Linked DNA regions of Rattus norvegicus: region 1 is linked to region 2. The links are chromatin contacts, called in public Hi-C maps. All regions are on one chromosome and are shown on one strand. The core of a region is the stretch at or near the end of the contact, and the rest is flanking DNA. Distances in the headings are between cores, read along the strand shown. Region 1 holds the start of Gm2a (ganglioside GM2 activator). Region 2 holds the start of Hint1 (histidine triad nucleotide binding protein 1).

Evidence for each region. Hi-C and Micro-C count contacts between places; a contact is called where the count stands out from the background.
Region 1: a Hi-C map of liver shows a contact between it and region 2, with 4 times the contacts expected there. The contact joins the promoter of Gm2a here to the promoter of Hint1 in region 2. A contact is called at or near these places in 3 of 12 Hi-C or Micro-C datasets (frontal cortex, liver and psoas muscle).

Annotation. Positions count from the first base shown.
Region 1 is chr10:39,718,415-39,721,368 of GRCr8, forward strand. It overlaps Gm2a (ganglioside GM2 activator), which reads left to right and starts at 1,505. Exons shown (of 4, transcript NM_172335.2): 1 at 1,505-1,644. The coding sequence starts at 1,546.
Region 2 is chr10:39,488,779-39,491,492 of GRCr8, forward strand. It overlaps Hint1 (histidine triad nucleotide binding protein 1), which reads left to right and starts at 1,447. Exons shown (of 3, transcript NM_001109607.1): 1 at 1,447-1,615. The coding sequence starts at 1,505.

The DNA of each region.
Region 1 (2,954 bases), core at 255-2,754, 230 kb after region 2:
TTTTCTTTTCTATTTTTAAAAAAAGATTTTTAAATTTATTTTATGTATGTGAGTACACTGTAGCTGTCTTCAGACACGCCAGAAGAGGACATCAGACCCATTACAGATGCTTGTGAAGCCACTATGTGGTTGCTGGGAATTGAACTCAGGACCTCTGGAAGAGCAATCAATGCTCCTATCTGCAGAGCCATCTCTCTAGCCCCATGATTTATTTCCTACAGAAGGAAGATAAGGAAAAATTCAAGGGAGATAAAGAAAAAGGAGCCCCTTCAACTGGAATCTAGTTGGAGCAGAAAAGCAAGAATCCCAGCACAATTAAATATTACTTAAGGCTTCCCACATTCCCAGTTGTTTACAGTTTTCTAGCAATCTTACTAGAAATTCCATTTACCAAGAAGCACATGTACTCAGGCTCCTGTCTAAGTTCACTGGTTTCTAGTTTTAGCTAACCAGCTTGAAACACTGTCCAAAGCACCTTTGGAGCCAATCCATAACTTTAATGATCGAATAAAGAAACAGAGATGGGGTTCCCAGAAACCCGTGAAGCAATGGGCTTTCAAAATCTTGTAGACAGAATGAGAACTAGAGAAATTGAGTCTTTGAGAAGGCCACAAATCTACTTTCCAGTGTGTTTTAAAATCACCAACTATGCTTCTCCATAGGTCCTAAAATTCTTTTTCAGCGATGAAGCCCAGTTTGGCCTGAGTGGAGGTCTCGAACTCCTCGGGCTATCACGCTGATAGTGTATATGCTCTTTCTGTCGACATTCCTGGTATTTTGTTTGTACCTTGGAAAATGAACTTTGGTGTCTAAACAGACTCCGGCCGGCGATAGGCGCCACCACCCCCATCATCCTCAGGCGCAGGTGCTTCCTTAGGACTAAAAGCCTCAGGGGGCCTGGCAGCGTTTTAGATACTGTTAAATGCCAACAACCAGACGCCAGGGAGTTACAATGTGAGAGGACAGAAGCAGGAAACTGTCGGGGAGCTTTGACTCTATAGAGAAGAACCTAAAAGGGAAAACAACTGAACCTCCCTAGACACACCCCAGAGCTTCGCTCCGCCTCGCCCCTCCACGCCCAGCAAGTTCTGCCTATCTTCCCCCCCACCCCCCAGCCCCCTAGCCCGGCGGCGCGCTGAGCCCTGTTTCTGCATTCTCCTCCGCCCTGGCACTCCGCCCTGCCCCTCCCACCTTTAGCCCCACCCCTTACGTAGCCCCCGCCCCTCGCGTTCAGCCCTTCTCGCCCCCTTAGACTCGCCCCTTCGCTCCGCCCTCAATCGGCTCCGCCTCTTTCGCAGAGCCTTTTTTTTCTCAGCACTTAGCTCCGCCCCTTCCTCCCCTGGCTCTGCCCCCTCAGTAGGCCGTTGAGGGTGGGGCCGAAGTGGGCGGTACTTGGGGCGTGACCGGAGAAATCCCGCCTAGGGCCTGCAATCTCTGCCCCGCGGGGCGGAGCGCTGAGCGCAGCCAGGCATTGCAATAGGGACCTGCTGGCTTTAAAGGCACTGGAGAGTCGCCGTGCCTAGACCGACCTCGAGGACCGTCGCCATGCGTCGTGTACCGCTGCTGCTCGTGCTGGGCTTGCTGTTCGTGCTGGGCTTGCTGTTCGCTGGCCCTGTCGCCCCTTCGCGCCTCATCTCGAAGCGCGTGAGTGCCCCTGATCCTGGAGCAGGCCTTCAGCGGCTGATGGGTCCAGATTGTCCTAGAGGGGCTCCTGTCCTCCGAAGCGTCCTGTCCCATCCTTTCCGGGTGCAGAGCAGCGATTCGAACGCTCCTGCCCCAGACCCAGGATCTCAGCGTGTAACTCGCTGCACTCCCCGCCCTCCTCTTTCACTGTTTTCTGCTTAGCTCTGAGCTCTTTCTGCTGTGAGAGGGTTGAATCAGGCCAGGGGTTTCAAACTTGGCTACCAGGTGACAGAGGGCCAGCCGTGTGATCCCACTGCACCTAGTTGTGAGCCTTTGAGACCCTCCATCTCCTGCCAGTCTTTCACTTCCCTGTCTCTCATTTTCCACGCTACAGACCCCCGGGAAAGGGAAGTTCGGTCATTCTGAGGGAAAAGCCCAGTTCCATTGCCTTTTGTGGTGGCCCAAAGTGCAGGTCCTCCAGATCCCTCCTGCCAGCCGGCTGGATAAAGGGGGAAGGTGTTATGGACAATCTTAGCCTTGGTGTATAAAATGTGTGTGATGTCAGCATAGGGTGAGGGCTTTCATGAACCCGGTGTTTGCAGAATGCCAAAAGAATAGTGCAGTTAGGGCCAGTATGGCCTTGGCCTTGTTCGGTCAGATGCAGGGTGATGTTACTTGTGGGAGGAAGGAACTTTTGACCTCACTGTCCCAGAGGCTAGTCAACTTGTCTCTTGATGTCTCCTAGTGTGGGACTGATAGTCTTGGCTCCGCAGCTCGCCTTGTGAGGTGGAGCCCTGTTAGAGGCAGTAGGCCTTGCAGATATTCCCGTTTCTCATATATGCTTTGTTTGTGGGTTCCATTCCAACTTTCGGTGCTCAGTTAGGCAATTTGGAGGGACTCGGGCATTGCAGGCACCAACCTCCTTTTGCTCATGAGGGACTTTACTCAAGATCACTCAGCCATACTTTTGAACCCCGCTGACTGTCATCACCATGTTCTCTAGAGGCTTATGGGTACAGAACTTGAGTCTGCAGTGACTAGTGATTGACCGAGCTTTCGGAATCCTGGGGTCTTCTTTTATCATTGTCTGGTCCTATGACCCTGCACTGTAGCGACTCAAGATATGGCTGGTTTTGTTTTGGCCACTTACTAGACTCTATGTTGCATAGTGGGTGTCATTTATCATATACCTACTGTGTGCGGTAGGTTGAGCTTTGTACTTTTCCTCTTTAAAGTAGTTAATGATGATTTTGAACTACTGAGCTTCCTGCATCCGTCCCCCAATTTTGGAATAATTTATGGGGATAGTATAGAGTTCTGTGTATTTACCT
Region 2 (2,714 bases), core at 197-2,696:
TTATATTTTTTAAATTATGTGTGTATATATGTGTATCTGTGCGATCTATGTGCGCCCAGTCCACAAGTGATTGAAGGCATCCTGCTAGGCCAGAGGCATCAGATTTCGCCCCCAGAGCTGCAGTTACAGGCAGCTGTGATGTTTTTGCTGGCCTCTGAGAGAACAGTTTGTGTCTTGATCACCAAACCATCTCTCTAAGTCCCTAAGGTCACTATGGCCACTTGGAGATTGTCAGATAAGAGAGCCAGGAACAGAATCCAATGAGATGTGGAACGGGGGGGGGGGGGGGGGGGGCTCCATGTGCAGAAGAAACCATCCAGAGGGCAGTGGGATGGGATGTTGAAAGAAGCTAACGGTAACAACAGTGGCGACCCACGTCCACAGATCTATATGACAACTGGGATTGTCTACAGAACGTTGTGAATGGAGGTCCTGCCTAATCCCGACGAGGAAGAAATGACCCAAAGAACCAACGATGACAAAGTGCACACGATATTCAGAAAACACTTTTTAAGAGGACCGAGGGGACAGAGAGGAGGAAGGGTGGAGGCGGGGCCAAGAAAGACTTTGTTTCTTCTTCGAAACTGATTCCAGCCAGGAAGATGGCCCTAGGGGCTTACAAACAACTCCTGCCTAGGTCTCATCTCTCCAGACTTGGACTTAATTAATGTGGGGTGTGGTCAGAGATGTTTAAAGAGTTCCCAAGTGGTTTTTAGTACGTAGTTAAGATTGAGAATCGCTGCCACACAAAGCGAGAAACAAAGCAAAGAACACCTGATGTAAGGCTTCATATGGCTCTTAGCCAAGACCTCAAACAACTGAGGGTTTAAATGATCAGGGTTAAGAGCACTTGTAGCTCTTGCAGAGGACCAGGTTTCAGTTCTATCCACCCACATGGCTCACAACCATCTGTAACTCTAGTTCCAGGGGATCCGAGGCATTAGATATAATGCACTCTTACGCATGCTGGCAAAATACTCACACACACATATACATATATAAAATAAAAATCTTAAAAAAAAAAAAAGGCTACGGTATCACAAGCCAGCAAATGTGATCAGCACAACTTGAAACAGAAAACAGACTGCTCTGGAACAGGGTCTCAGGTAACCCAGGCTGGCCTCAAACAATGTTGAGGATGAACTGAATTTCCATCCTCCTGCCTCCATTTCTCAAACTCTAGGACTACAGACGTGCAGCACCAGATCCGGTTTATGAGGCGGTAGAGTTCAAATCTAGAACTCCGTATACGCTTGGCAAGCACTGGGCCAAACCTAGCCTCCTCCCAGAACTAGCAAATCAAAATTTCTTATAGAGGTGCAGAGGCAAAGAACCGGCGCTTCCTCCGCCCATTTCATTCCTTCGCTCCCAGCGGCTGCGGCGCCGACGCCGGCGCCAGAGCGCATGCGCAGACCGACCGGGCGCGAGCCGGCAGTCCCCGCGCGCTCTCGCGGTTCCTCTCCCCACCGTGGCCGCGGCGCGGGAAGGACAGCGACCGGCCGCGATGGCTGACGAGATTGCCAAGGCTCAAGTGGCCCAGCCCGGTGGCGACACGATCTTCGGCAAGATCATCCGCAAAGAAATCCCGGCCAAGATCATTTTCGAGGACGATCGGGTAGGCTTGCCGCCCGGCGACACGCCGGCGTTCCCTGAGGAGCCGCGGGCCTGAGACGACGCGCGGCCTGGCTGGCCTGGCCCTGCGCCCGCGTGGCCCTGCGGCGCGTGCCTGCGCTCGGGTTACGCGTTATCGGCCGCTCGGCCCGCCGCGTGTCGCGGCCCTGGTGAGGTGATGCGGGCCGAGGCCCTGGGAGGTGACGCCCGCCCCGGTCCCCTGTGAAGTGCAGACCCATGGGTGACGCCCACGGGGGCCGGCGACCGCCACCCACCACGCGGGTGTCAATCTGGCCGTCGAGAAACCGGATCCTGCCCCCGGCGCAATCTCTGCGATCTCCCGCGCGCAGCGGTCCGGGCACTGCTAGGTCCTTCTGCTCCCTGTTCCGGCCGCAGACGTTGCCTCTGGGGACTGGCCTTACCCCTTCAAGCTTTTAAAAATATATATATATATATATATTGCTTTAAGGATTTTCTGGTTTGTTGTTTTAATAGATCGGCTTCACCATTCTAGGCTGATCATAAACTCGCTGAGTAACTAACTGGGGCTGACCTTGAACCCTGCTATGCTAGGATTGCAGGTGGTCCACGCCCTGCTGATCGAAGAAAACATTTATGATGCAAGATCAAAAGTTGTCTTTTTTCCCTCCTCCTTGATAGATTAAATCGCAGTCGATATTGAAGACCAATTTTGTAAATTATTTCCTAGGCAGTGATATGGCTTTCAGTCTCACATAAAGCAGGGTGGTAACTTGGCTAGACTAGAAAGTTTTGTGCTGGTTTGTTCAGTCCGCTTAAGAAATTTGAAATATGGGGTTGGGGATTTAGCTCAGTGGTAGAGCGCTTGCCTAGCAAGCCCGGCTCCCAAAAAAGAAAAAAAGAACCAAAAAAAAAAAAAAAAGAAAAGAAAAGAAATTTGAAATATAAGAAAGCATTAATGCTACTGGTAATATTCACATAGACCTGAAATAGTACTCCAAACTTCATTTGGTTCCTTGAGGTGAGTTTTATTTAAATTGCTATATGTGTCACTAATTGGGGAAGTTCTTTTGTCTTAGAAAGAGCCCCATTTCATTGGAAAGGTTTACAAGTCTTGTAGCATG